2 separate regions of the Mus musculus genome follow, and region 1 is linked to region 2. Evidence: chromatin contacts called from public Hi-C data. All regions are on one chromosome and are shown on one strand. The core of a region is the stretch at or near the end of the contact, and the rest is flanking DNA. Distances in the headings are between cores, read along the strand shown.

Region 1 (2,700 bases), core at 140-2,639, 210 kb before region 2:
CCAAACCCAGGTCCTCTGCAAGAGTGCCCTTAACTGCTGAGCCGTCTCTACTGCCTGACCTCTTTAAAACAAGTTAAAATGATTTTAATATCAGCTAGTTTTTAACAATGGTTTCAGAACGCTTTTCTAAACTGGCTTCTGCACATCAGTCACTGATATTGTGGCTACTGCTATTTCAAACAGCTGATGCAGGAGCCTGTAGACAAGTTAATTTCCTCCATTGACTAGAGTGGTTAGAACCAACTCACTTAGTAATCTACTATGCAAATAAAGCAGAAATCAACAAAAGTCTTATTTAAATTTTTTAAAGCTTTTTAAAATATTATTTTCTTCTCTATAAATCGTTTATGGGATTTTTAATAAACTGACAAATGAAACAACTATTTTATATAAATGTTTTAAAATATGGAAACTTTCATGTATTTTATTCAAATGCATAGATTCCTTATATTGATAAATACAAACCAGCTCTAAAGGCTTTTAAACAGAAGAATTTATTTCTTCATGTATACCATTCAGAAAGAAATGTCACTTAGACAAACAGGTCATGAAGAGCAACCCAACAGAAGAATGGGATGGGTTCCTGATGGACATTCAGTGGGTGTAGTACCCCACTGCTGACACGGGGTGGCAGCAGAGCCACTGAGCTAGACTGAGTCATCCATAAGGGCAGTCAAGGTCACAAACAACAGAGAGGACAGACCAGGGACATCTGATGCACACACCACCACCACCACCACCACCACCACCACCCCCCACCCCCCCACCCCGCCCATCCCCAGTGAGAACAGACAGAGGGCATCTGATGCAATTATGAGGGGCAAAAGGTGCAAAACCGTTTACCCTCTATAATATAACTGCTGTTACACTAAGTATCAGTAAGCAAAACACAATTTGGAAATTTCTAGAACAAAGCAGAATTTTGGAAAATGGGTTCCCATTCATTTAACAAACATTTACTGAAGACTGCTATGCCGGGTACTTACAGAAGAGTAGAGAACAAAACGAAGACCCTGCCTTCTTCCCCTATGAGGGCATTTTTCCTAGATCCAAGTTATTTTAAAACCAAATAATAAAATAAATCTAAAACAAGGGCAGATTTTCTGTTCCAAAATGGCCTCAAAGGCCTTCCTAATCAACTGAAGAGCCTGTAAAAGAGAAGAACAAGGAGTTTCTGCCTCTTATTTGCTGCAAAGCTATTTCTTCTTAGTCTCTGTGCTAGAAGTTACAGTCCCAAAAAGAGCGCTGGCTCTGTAAAAACCCGGACACTGCAGAGACAGAATCAGTAAGTTAATGACACAGCTACTTTTGCTCAGTGCTGTGACTGCTGTGGGGATGAGAAGGACGAGCCCCTGTTCTCGCCTTGGAGCTTACTACTGGGAGGAACAGAGCACAAACATAACTGAGCACAAGCTAATTTTAGTCAGTGATAAGGGCTCTGAAGAAACCGCATCATCATTGCTGCTTTTGTGCCTGTATTAGCTTGCTGAAGCTACCTTGAGAAAGTATCACACGGTGTGGGGGTAGGGCATGGAAGATAAACACTGTCAGCAACTTCTTTTCTCACGGCTCTGAGGGCTGGAAATCTGGTTTCACCCCAAAGCCTCCCAGCTTAACTTGCAGAGAGAGCCCTTGCTATGTCCTAACGGGGCATCCCTCTGAACACAGACACCCTGGCATCTCTCCTGGTATAAGCCAGTGGTAAGCCACCTGCCTGGCATGCACAGGGTGAGAGAGCCAGAGAGAGCAATTAGGCCTCTCTCTCAGCACCGGTTTTAAATCCAATCATCTCTGTAAACACCTGACTTGCAGATAAACTCACATTTTGAGCTAGCAGATACTAAGATTTTGAAACACTTCAAGTCCAGTACAGGCAATAATTTGCGTCTTCATTGTTGTTGTTGCTGTTATTGGTGGTGGTAGTTAAGATCTCAAAAGCACAGCCAACAAAAGCAGTGATAGGCAAATGGAATTATGCCAAACTGAGACTTTCTGCACCAAAGAAAGAGACGACAGATGAAGAGACGAATATAGAATAGAGGAAATATTTGTAAATGATGTATCTGAAAAGGGATTAATATCTAGAAAATATGATGGGTTTGAACAACTAAAAAGTCTCTGGATTAAAAAAAAAGCTAATGATCTGAACAGACATTTTCTAAGATGAGATATACAAATGGTCGACAGACAAACATGAAAATATGTCCAGTGTCACTGCTTACTAGGGAACTGTAAAGCCAAACCACAATGAGATATCACCTCACCCCTCAGAATGGCAATTAACAAAACACTGAAAAGTACAAATGCTGGGGAGGGGAGGGGAGGGAAGGGGAAGGGAGGGGAGGGGAGGGGAGGGGAGGGGAGGGGAGGGGAGGGGAGGGGAGGGGAGGGGAGGGGAGGGGAGGGGAGGGGACGGGAGGGAGACGAACAGACTATTGATGGGAATGTAAATTAGTGCAAGACTAAAACTGGAGATACTGCCATAGCTAGGAGGAAGAGGTTGGAAGACAGACAACCCAGGGGTCTGGTCTCTCTGGCCACTCTGTGGGACCCAAAGATTTCTCTCAGGTTGTCAGGGCTACTACACACAAGTGTTTCTCCCTGTTGAACCATGTCACCAGCCTTCTGTATAAGAATCTTGCTACTTTACTAAAATTCATTTTTCTTTGCAATAGTTTTCTTATCAGTTCTTCTGGGTTC
Region 2 (2,700 bases), core at 157-2,656:
GCCCAGGACACCCTGTTGGTTCAGGGTTTCCACGACACTGATGCTATTGATAGTAGTTTCCAGGATAAACAGTTCAGTTATTTTGAATTTACAAGTGTTTCTTTCATTGGGGAAAGAGATTTTATAGTAGGTCATAATAAAAATTCCACCTTGTCTATTCTCCCTCTGAAATAGGGAGCCTAGGCAGGAGATCATTAGGCAAGGGGTTTCCTAAGGCAGAATGTAAGCTAAACAAAGACAACTATATTTGAAAAGCAGACAAAAAACAACTTAGAGATCCTGAACAAAAGTAAGACAAGCTTTTTCAGACATTATTTGAGTTTCCATTTTTATATAACTCAGTTCAATTTAATTTAAAAACAAAGTATCAGTCATTAAACCAAATTTAAGATATTTAATTTTCTAAATTTTTTTGAAGATTTATTTATTTTTATATATGTTGAGTATATTGGTGCTGTCTTCAGACACCCCAGATGAGGGCATCAGATCCCATGACAGATGGTTATAAGCTACCATGTGGTTACTGGGAATTGATCTCTGGTAGAGCAGTTAGTGCTTTTAACCTCTGAGCCATCTTTTCAGCCCAATTTTCTTTTATTTATTTATTTATTTATTTATTTATTTATTTATTTATTTATTATATGTAAGTACATTGTAGCTGTCTTCAGACACTCCAGAAGAGGGGGTCAGATCTTGTTAAGGATGGTTGTGAGCCACCATGTGGTTGCTGGGATTTGAACTCTGCACCTTCGGAAGAGCAGTCGGGTGCTCTAACCCACTGAGCCATCTCACCAGCCCTCAGCCCAATTTTCTAAATTTTTATTTTTTATTTTATTTTTTTGGTTTTTCGAGACAGGGTTTCTCTGTATAGCCCTGGCTGTCCTGGAACTCACTCTGTAGACCAGGCTGAATTCTTTATACCCCAAACAAGCTCTGCCGCCTACTACAGTGTAATAGAAATTACCCTCCTACTTACTTAAATTTAAATGTTTCTCCTAGCTCAGAAGCATTTCCTGGGGAAATTTCAAATATTCCAGAAAAAGGATATGGATGGCCACCATAAGCAAACTCTGAAAAGATACAAGGCAAAATTTTTAGTATGTATTGCATAAAATGTAATCAGAATGCTAAATCAGCCTTAAAATACTACAAAAATAATATAACTTGAATATTTTTCAGCATATACAGTGCTTTTTGCAAAGTCCTGTTTATGTATAACTCATACAGACTCATACATATTATTATTATTTTTTTTTTTAAACTTTATTTAATGAATTAGTGCTCTGCTGCATATACATCTGCCTGCCTGAAGAGGGCATCATATCATATTTTAAAGTTATATATGCAGTGTTCTACCTGAATGTATGCCTGCAGGCCAGAAGAGGGCACCAGATCTCATTATAGATGGTTGTGAGCCACCATGTGGTTGCTGGGAAATGAACTCATGGCCTCTAGAAGAGCAGCCAGTGCTCCTAACTGCTGAGCCATCTCACCAGCCCCAGATTATCTGTCTTTAAAATGCTAACACTTACAGACACTTCAAAATGCTTGTGACTGCTCTGTATACTGCTCTGAGCCTAGGAGAGTGACCAGCTCAAAAGTGATTTCTTTCTGTGGTGCCATCATACCAGGAGGCCAGCAGCTCAGCACCTGGCCACTATACTTACTGGAGAAACTGAGATGAGTGTTGTTTTGTTTTTGGTGTGCTCTGCATTGGGCTGCATGCATCTACCCAACCTGGAAGACTAGGATGTACACCGAGTTAGGAGTGAAAACACTACTGCACCAAGCATAGTGTGTATGTCTGTATTCTTAGCTCTCAGGAGGCAGGAAGATCGTTGAGTTCTAGGCTAGACTGGGCGGCTCCTAGTGAGTTCCAAGGCAAGTCTGAACTATATATATAAACCAGGACTCTGAAACAAAATAAACATCAAATCTGAAACACAGTAAGATGCCAACTACTATTACACAGCCACCCCCATATTCTTCACAACAAGTCTTATACTAGGAGGGCACTATCTGTACGTTCTCCTAATACAGGTACTTCTGGCTAAATAAATACATGTACTTATATGCACATCTACAACATAAATGCAGATAGTTTCAAATCAGGAAAGAACCAAAATTTTTGGCTTCAATTCTGGTATCTCATTTAGATATTAAGTATTAAAATCTTAGTAGAATAAGCAATTCCAAATAAATGCTTAAATTAACCCTATCATTTAAGGTTTACTAAATAACTAGACATGTTGGTACATGCCTATAACTTCAGTGCTAGAGAAGTAGAGGCAGGAGGATTACTAAAGCTTGAAGACAGTTTGGTCTACAATGTGAGTTTCAGATGGGTCAGAGCTTCATAGCAAGATTGTCTCAAAATACTTAAATAAATGGATAGATTTGTTAAATATATAGTCTTAAGTTTTAAGACAAAACATAGGAAAGAACAAGGTAGATGAGGTTTAGTTTTTCTCATTTAAATTTTACTTGAATATGTGTGTGTGTGTATATCTAGATGTATATGCCACTGGATATGTGCTAATACCTGCAGAGGCCAGAAGAAGACAATGGGTTCTTCTGGAGCTAGAGTCCCAGTTAGTTACTAACTGGAGTCCTCCATCTCCACACGGTTTTCTGGAATAGCAGGAAGTACTCTTTTTTTTTTTTTTTTTTTGGTTTTTCGAGACAGGGTTTCTCTGTATA

Evidence for each region. A called contact is a pair of places that touch in the nucleus more often than the background predicts.
Region 1: a contact with region 2 is called in a Hi-C map of rod photoreceptor, with 1.9 times the contacts expected there. The contact joins two enhancer-like sites. A contact is called at or near these places in 2 of 15 datasets of contacts at CTCF or cohesin (large pre-B cells and pro-B cells), 15 of 484 Hi-C or Micro-C datasets (CD4 T cells, CD8 T cells, the HPC-5 cell line and 11 more) and 3 of 9 other capture datasets (adipose tissue, liver and pancreatic islet).

The regions. Positions count from the first base shown.
Region 1 is chr1:178,447,315-178,450,014 of GRCm38.p6, reverse strand. All of the region lies in intron 2 of Efcab2 (EF-hand calcium binding domain 2), which reads right to left. Among named protein-coding and RNA genes, the nearest start is that of Efcab2, 43 kb to the right of the region's middle. Within about 2 kb of position 1,389, at least 67 of the 459 cell types and tissues checked have an H3K27ac peak or open chromatin away from gene starts, as enhancers often do. A contact at or near this core is called in rod photoreceptor, where this site is marked.
Region 2 is chr1:178,240,982-178,243,681 of GRCm38.p6, reverse strand. Desi2 (desumoylating isopeptidase 2) reads right to left here. Exons shown (of 5, transcript NM_024282.3): 3 at 977-1,070. Among named protein-coding and RNA genes, the nearest start is that of Desi2, 55 kb to the right of the region's middle. Within about 2 kb of position 1,406, at least 8 of the 459 cell types and tissues checked have an H3K27ac peak or open chromatin away from gene starts, as enhancers often do. A contact at or near this core is called in rod photoreceptor, where this site is marked.